2 separate regions of the Capra hircus genome follow, and region 2 is linked to region 1. The links are chromatin contacts, called in public Hi-C maps. All regions are on one chromosome and are shown on one strand. The core of a region is the stretch at or near the end of the contact, and the rest is flanking DNA. Distances in the headings are between cores, read along the strand shown. Region 1 holds the start of DNAJC1 (dnaJ homolog subfamily C member 1). Region 2 overlaps ARMC3 (armadillo repeat-containing protein 3).

Evidence for each region. Hi-C and Micro-C count contacts between places; a contact is called where the count stands out from the background.
Region 2: a contact with region 1 is called in a Hi-C map of blood, with 4 times the contacts expected there. The contact joins the enhancer-like site here to the promoter of DNAJC1 in region 1. A contact is called at or near these places in 2 of 5 Hi-C or Micro-C datasets (blood and liver).

What each region holds. Positions count from the first base shown.
Region 1 is chr13:22,556,098-22,560,079 of ARS1.2, reverse strand. DNAJC1 (dnaJ homolog subfamily C member 1) reads left to right here and starts at 2,303. Exons shown (of 12, transcript XM_018057082.1): 1 at 2,303-2,845. The coding sequence starts at 2,645.
Region 2 is chr13:23,407,514-23,411,597 of ARS1.2, reverse strand. All of the region lies in intron 9 of ARMC3 (armadillo repeat-containing protein 3), which reads right to left. Among named protein-coding and RNA genes, the nearest start is that of ARMC3, 50 kb to the right of the region's middle. Within about 2 kb of position 2,792, at least 1 of the 5 cell types and tissues checked has an H3K27ac peak or open chromatin away from gene starts, as enhancers often do.

The DNA of each region.
Region 1 (3,982 bases), core at 1,054-3,553:
CCCCATGGACTGCAGCCTACCAGGCTCCACTGTCCATGGGATTTTCCAGGCAAGAGTACTACTAGAGTGGGGTGCCATTGCCTTCTCCTAATTGAATGCTAGCATATGTTATGTATTGTGCTCAGTCCTGGGGAGAAACAGAAAAGGTGATATCCCTTGCTATGGACTGAATGTTTGTGTCCTACCCGAATTCCTATGTTGATGTCCTAATTCCCTATATGATGGTATTTGAGGTGCAATCTTTGGGAGGTAATTAGGTTTAGCTGACGTCATGATGGTGGAGCCCAAGTTGTGGGGTACAGTTCAGTTCAGTCACTCAGTCATGTCCGACTCTTTGTGACCCCATGGACTGCAGCACGTCAGACCTCCCTGACCATCACCAACTCCTGAAGCTTGCTCAAACTCATGTCCATCGAGTCAGTGATGCCATCCAACCATCTCATCCTCTGTCATCCCCTTCTCCTCCTGCCTTCAGTCTTTCCCACAATCAGGGTCTTTTCTGATGAGTCGGTTCTTTGCATCAGGTGGCCAAAGTATTGGAATTTCAGCTTCAGCATAAGTCCTTCTAATGAATATTCAGGACTGATTTCCTTTAGGATGGATTGGTTGGATCTCCTTGCAGTCCAAGGGACTCTCAAGAGTCTTCTCCAACACCACAGTCCAAAAGCATCAGTTCTTCAGCGCTCAGGTTTCTTTATAGTCCAACTCTCACATATGACTACTGGAAAAACCATAGCTTTGACTAGACAGACCTTTGTTGGCAAAGTAATGTTTCTGCTTTTTAATAGACTGTCTAGGTTGGTCATAGCTTTTCTTTCAAGGAGCAAGCGACTTTTAATTTCATGGCTGCAGTCACCATCTGCAGTGATTCTGGAGCCCAAGAAAATAAATCTCTCACTGTTTCCATTGTTTCCCCATCTATTTGTCATGAAGTGATGGGACTGCATGCCATGATCTTCGTTTTTTGAATGTTGAGGTTTAAGCCAACTTTTTCACTCTCTTCTTTCACTTTCATCAAGAGGCTCTCTAGTTCTTCGCTTTCTGCATAAGAGGAAACACTAGATCTCTGTCCCCCTCCCCCACACTGCCACCATGTGAAGGTATAAGAAAGAAGTCCTCTGAAACCTGGAAGAGGGTTCTCACCAGAACTTGACCATGCTGACATCCAGTTTGTGGTATATTGAGCAGCCTTTGAAGAGGGTTTGAGCAGCCCTTGAGTACTAAGATACCCCTGTTCTTGTATCTTTGAAAGTTAAGCCTCACTATGAATTTAAAATAGGATTAATTCAAGCATTATATTGTATTATTTTTAAGCATTCATAACTATTTAAAAATATTTTTTAAACTCTACAGTAATAAAAGGATTTAAGTAAGATTTACCTCCTGGATACTGTTCTTCTAACCTCTGTCAAACACAACACTTTTTACTATGAAAGTTTTATTATTATCCTATTGAGCTTAATTCAACTGGTGGGATCCAAAATGAGAAAAAGGAGATCAAACTCTCAAAACTGCTAAAGCACCCTGAGTTATTCAAGGATTTATTTGTTCCCTTCTACTTCCTCAGCAAGAGTAGGGAGTCAGGGAGGAGAAATGTGAGAAAGCTAAGAAGAAAATAAGCTTCACACAAAAGAAAGCAATAGTGGTGAGGGGATAAAAAGAATAGGAAATGAGACATCGGTGGGAAAGAGAGAAGGTTTTTAGCTTAAATGTCTTTAATAACAGACGTCAACTGGGTAAAGAGCACCAACTGTAAATGGGCTAACGTCGATAAGCTTCACTTACCCTTAAGATTTTGAATGTCTGTCATGCTTATTACTTTCTACCTGGTTGTCTATTTTGTAGTATTATGCCTGTAAATATTATTTCATTATCAGAAGCATACTTTTTGTCTTGGTTCAAATTTTATCTCTTCTTCACCTCTCTTAAAAGGAAACTTCAGACTCCTCACTAGATTTGCCCCTTTCAAGCCCTGGGTTCAATTCCTCCTGTATTTTGGGGGATGGAATAATGAAATGTATGAAACAGAGGCTGTAATCAAAAATTCAGTTTTCAAATATGCTTTTAGTTTTCAATATCCGGGGGAGGATAAGAAGGTAGCTGTTTCACGGATGCGTGGGACGTTCCAGATAGATGCGCGATGTCTGTAACTGTTCACGTCCCTTAATCTGTGCCAATAGCCGTATGGCTCCGCGGAGAGAAGCGGTTTGCTGAGGCCCAGGTCTGGGGCTCCGGCTACCCTACTTCCGGCCCCGCCTCCTCTCCCGCGGTTGCTAGGAGACGTGATGTCACCGGAAACGAGGCCTGGGATAGGCTGAGGCGAGGGGAAGCCTCTCCCCCTTTCGCCGAGCTACCTAAACGCCCGGCGCTGGCTCGCCAGCTGTTTGTAGGCCTGGGTAAAGGGTGAGGGTCCGCGGGGGTAGGGCCGCCCGCGGCTCCGTCTGCGCTCTCACTGGACGAAGCGTCCGCCGTCTTCCGCCGCCCCTGCCTTCTGTCCAGGACCGGGCGCTGGGCGGGAGACTCCGGGGCGGCTGCCCGTGCTTCTGACTGACAAGCAGTGTTCCCACAGTCTGCTCTGCCCGCCACGTCCCCGGGTCTCGGCCGACGGCTCTGCGCGGCGGCTGACCTCTCCGAGCCCGGCGCGATGACAGCGCCCTGCTCCCGGCTGGCCCGGGTTCCTCCGCGCCGCCGGCCGGGACTCGTGCCGTTCCCGCCGCCGCTGCTGCTGCTGCTGCTGCTGGCGGCCGCGGGGCCGGCGCACGGCTGGGAGAGCGGAGACCTGGAGTTATTTGACTTGGTGGAGGAGGTGCAGCTCAACTTCTACCAGTTCCTCGGGGTGCAGCAGGTAAGTGGGGCCGCCCGCTCGCTCGAAGGCTGCATCTCCCGGGCAGAAACGTGCAGGTCGGGGCGGAAAGGAGGGGGTGGGGCGGGCTCTGACCAGGTTTTCTCGGAGCCGGGCTCGCGGGGCAAGATTTGGTCGTCCTGGGCTCGGCTGCCGTCCTCTGTCCGATTGACCACGGTCTTCTAACCTGCCTCAGAGGGAACGGCCTGCCTTCCCCAGTCCCTCACCGCCCGGGTTCCCTTCTCAAGTTCCGGTCTCCGTGACAGGCTGGACGGTGCCACCAGCCTGGGGTGAGGATCCCTTCTCTTTCCTCTGCCATTCTGGGGGAGATCCTTGCACCCTGCTGTGCTGCAGGAAGGAGGAGTGGTGGGGGTAGATCTTTGACTCTTAAACCCCTTCTCTTCCTGCCTCTCTGATTGTGGAAAGGTAGTCGTGTCTCCCTGTAGATTTTCACCTTCCCAGTTACCCTTATCCTTTTAAGAGCCTCCTTTCCTGTCTTTCCGGAAAGGTAGGAATGCCTTTTAGTTGGCGTCTGGGTTGCAGAAGTTTTTCTCGCACTGTACTTTGTAATGTGTGTAGCCTGTTGGATTAGGCATTCGTAGCCCCGTTTAGAAATCTGCAGGAGCTTGAAGCCTCTACCGTGTTGTTCGGGAAGTCGGAGAAGGAGCCGTCAAGTGCTGGGGCAGTAGAGACACTTGGGGTGCTCCAGGAAGAGGAGCTCAGCCAGTAGCACAGGATCGTTTTCTTTTTCTTTTCGTTTCCTTTCCTTCTTCAGCTCGACTTGAACTTGTCCTTTTTTTTTTTTTCTGATTGCTTTCACTCTGGGAGTGCTGAATGACTCTTACTGAGAGGATGCCATTTCACTGGTTTAACGATTATGCGGTGAAAGAATTTGAGACCTTCTGATTGAGCCCTTCATAAAAATGCTTTGAATAGTAAGGGGGCAAAAAGGTTTTAATGTTTACCCACAACTGTTATTCAGGGCACACTTGCCGTGACCAGAGGTCAAATGTACATTTCGCCCCAACAGGTTATCATAAATGTGTGTGAACTGTTCAGCTTAACACCAAATGGAAATTTACTTTTCAATTAAATATAAATGAATATAAAAATGCTGTTGCTGCGGCACCATGACTTTAA
Region 2 (4,084 bases), core at 1,543-4,042, 850 kb before region 1:
TAACACACTTTCTCCCTCATCCACTCCAAACTTTTCTCCATCTTACAGTTAAGTGATTTGAAATATATATATATATACACATATATTCATACAGGTATTGATACAAAGATACATATATTTATTTGGCTGCACTGAGTCTTACTCGCCACACATGGGATCTGCCTTCTAAACCTTAGTTGCAGCACATGGGATCTAGCTCCCTGGCTAGGGATCAAGCCTGGGCCCCCTGCGTTGGGAGCACTGATGCAGGTGGACCACTGGACCACCAGAGAAGTTACTGAAGTGACTGAAATGTTTTCACATTTATACTTTTATTGGAGTATAATTGCTTTACAATGTTGTGGTAGTTTCTGCTGTATGATGAAGTGAATCAGCTACATGTATACATCATCCCCTCCTTCTTGAGCCTCCCTCCCACCCCTCGCTTCCCATCCATCTAGGTCATCAGAGCATGACCATGAGCTCCCTGCGCTATGCTGAAGATTCCCACCAACTATTTGCTTTGGCACAATGGTAAAGAATCCACCTGTCAGTGCAGGAGACACAAGAGAAGCAGGTTTGATCCCTGGGTCAGGAAGATCCCCTGGAGTAGGAAATGACAAGCCACTCCAGCATTCTTGCCTAAAAAATTCCATGGACAGAGGAGCCTGGTAGGCTACAGTCCATGGGGTCACAAAAGAGTCAGACACAATTGACTGTCAAACCTCATCTCCCAGTTCATCCCACCCTCCCTGCCCCACCTCATGTCCACACACCTGTTCTCTATGTCTGCATCTCTATTCGGGCCCTGGAACCAGGTTCATTTGTACCATTTTCCTAAATTCTGCATACATGTGTTAATATATAGGTATCTGTTTTTCTCTTTCTTAGCCATAAAAGGGAATGAAATTGGGTCATTTGAAGAGATTTGGGTGGACCTGGAGTCTGTCAAAACAGAGTGAAGTAAAGTTACTTTTTAAATAATATAATCATATTTCTCCTCTACTTAAAGCTTCCACCATTGCCCATTGCTCAGGATAAAGCCCCAGATTTCATGTGTCCTCTGAGGTTAAGCATGAGTTGACCCTGTTCTCCTTCACCCCCACGCTCCCCTGCCACCTCTCCCTGTTGCTTCATCCCAGCCAGGCCTTTCTGGCAACCTTGCCAGGCTCCTTGTCACCTCAGGGTGTCCTCACACTCTGGTCCCCCTGCCTGGACATTTCTTCCCCCAATAATTCCCATTCCTCTTTCAAAGTTCAACACTAACATCTCCTCCTCAAGGAAGCATTTCTTGACCCCCAAACTAGGTCTTGGAGAAGGCAATGGCAACCCACTCCAGTACTCTTGCCTGGAAAATCCCATGGGAGGAGCCTGGTAGGCTGCAGTCCATGGGGTGGCTAAGAGTCGGACACAACTGAGTGGCTTCACTTTCACTTTTCACTTTCATGCATTGGAGAAGGAAATGGCAACCCACTCCAGTGTTCTTGCCTGGAGAATCTCCGGGACGGGGGAGCCTGGTGGGCTTCCGTCGGTGAGGTTGCACAGAGTCGGACATGACTGAAGCGGCTTAGTAGCAGCAAACTAGATCTTCTTTTTCACGTAAGTTCAGAGCATGCATTTGCTAAACATAAACGTTTCTTTTTGTTTAAAAAAAAACGAGATTTGGGTACAAACGTTCACAGTCAGAGAATAGTAACCATCTCAAAATATTATTTCACGGCATATGTTATGGAAAGGAATTCAACACAAAGTTTTTTTTTTTGTATTAAGTCCCCAAGCCCGACAGTGAAAAAGCACTTACAGCAGGGCGCTAAGAATACTAAGGAGAAATGCATTTGCACAGACAGCATCTATTTTATGCCTCCTTGTATTTACTACGCTGTTTCACGTCTGTGTGCCTTTGCACTCATGCTCGCTTTGCCCCAGATGCCCTGCCCTATTTCTCCCACACCTCTGCCTGAGGACCACTAGCTCAACCTGCAAAACCAGCTCACTTGCCCTTTCCTGGGTGAAGTTATCCACATCCATTACTGCCCCTCCTTATTAATCACCCTGCCTCTGTGTCTGCCTGGTATCTACTTCTCAGCCAGGCTGCGAGTCTTTTTATATCCTCAGTGCTGAGAAGATCAATATATTTTAATTGACTTGAATCACCTCAAGGGGAGTGATGAGAACCTCTTGCAGGTGTTGAGAAACACAGAGGGAAAAGTACTCAGCTCAGTTTTAAGTTCACAAGAAGGGAGAGGACTCAGTAGTATGGGGATCTCCACTAGTATCACTTAAACAGCTCCTCTTGAAAGCAGGTTATTTCCTCCTCACCCCTGGGCTTCTCTAATTATACAGTGAAGTCATTTTTATAGGAAGTGTAATAGAATCTTGCGCTTGACACAGTGTCTTTGGGATCTACTCCTTTCAGGTATCAAGGGATGTGGATATTCTGTCTTTGCCGACAGGGTGGACTGTTTATTTGGGCTCTGTCATCGGAGGACATGATTTGGTACCTCTCGGATGTTGATTCTTGCTGCTGTCGGGAGGCTCACATTTAACCCATCTGCAAAGGCTGGTTACATGAATCAAGGGTGACCTTGGGCCGCACGGAAAATCTGTTTAACAGAGCCCACATACCGGGGAATATGTGGAACCCGATGGAACAGATGGTAATATTGGCAATCAGAACCTTGTTTGTTAACAGTGATTACAACCATTCCCACCAGCACGGCTTTTCATATGTCTCCGTGAGGTTTGTCACACCAAAGCAAGACATATTGGTGGCAGGCACGCTGCGAGCGGGGCGGGGAGGTGCATGTGCCCCAATGGCTGGGGGCTGGCGAGTTTAATTGCGGGTTCCCGCGAGTCTATACAGGTGCGAGGCGGGTGGGGCGCGGGCCACTAAAATAAACAGATCTCCTGGTTATCAGAGCCAGATTTGGAATGCTGTGAACAGGATTCCTGACTCTCATTCCAGCCAGCTTTTCAAAGGTAATGACCTGAGAAGTCGAGGGTGTTCGTTAAATTGATCGATTTCTGAGTCCCAAACAGCCGTCATTCCGAGGCAGCCCCACAGCTGCAGAAGACAAAGAAATGTGTCCCCCAACTCTGGCTGAACCCCAGAATTGACAAAAGTAGCCAAGAGATTGTCTCTTTTCAAAGAAATATTTAAAGACGTTTATCCTGTAGTAAGGGACAGAATCATGATTAAACTGCAGGCAAAAATCTTAAAGAATGTAAAGTAACATTATTATTAAACTGAAACCCAGCCATAAAAAACAAACGGAGGAAGCTTTGCGTCCTATAGCAAAATAAGGGGGAAAAAATGCAAAATAAAATTTTTTAAGTATGTGAAATCAAATTGTTTCCATCATACTGAGGTGCCCTAGCAAGTATGATTTGGGGGCTTCCAGGGCATGCTTTTAACTACAGTTGCTGCAACATCACGATTTTTCAAGAGAAAACTGCTACTCAAAAGGAGTCGAGTACACCCTAATCCAGCCCCTCCACAGAGAACACGCAGGTTTTTTTTTTTTTTTTTTTTTACCAATTATGAGGCAGTCAGTCAAGGTGCAGGGAAATCAAACGTAATTTTCTTACAAGTGACATGGAATCTTTATTGACCTGTCTGTTCAATCAGGATACCTCACTTCCATACATGCCACCTTCTGTCTCAAAAAGCTGCAATGCCTGCCAATAATAAACTAGATGCCATCAGGAAAGAACAACTGTCTTCATTTAACATGGCTGACTTGTCTCCTGATAAAATAGGAATAACGGTCAAGGTGTTAGAACATTCATAATAAGTGGCTTCTGCAGCTACCAAATGTTTCTGTTTAGCCTGGAAGTCAGTCTGTTTACATATCTGGATGTGACAGGGGCCACAATCCCAAAGTAATTAGAGATACCACGTTTTTTATTTTCTTAACTAAATAATAAGGATGCTGAAATCTCTAGAGTGACTGCACATTAAAAAACAAAACAAAACACCACTGGCCATTGCCAGGACTACCCTCAGCTCATCAGCTCTAATGTTGCTTCTTCGGAGAGACCCTCTTTGATGAGCTGTGTCATTCCTGTGACTCCTTCCACAACCCTGTTGTCATGCATGCCCCTC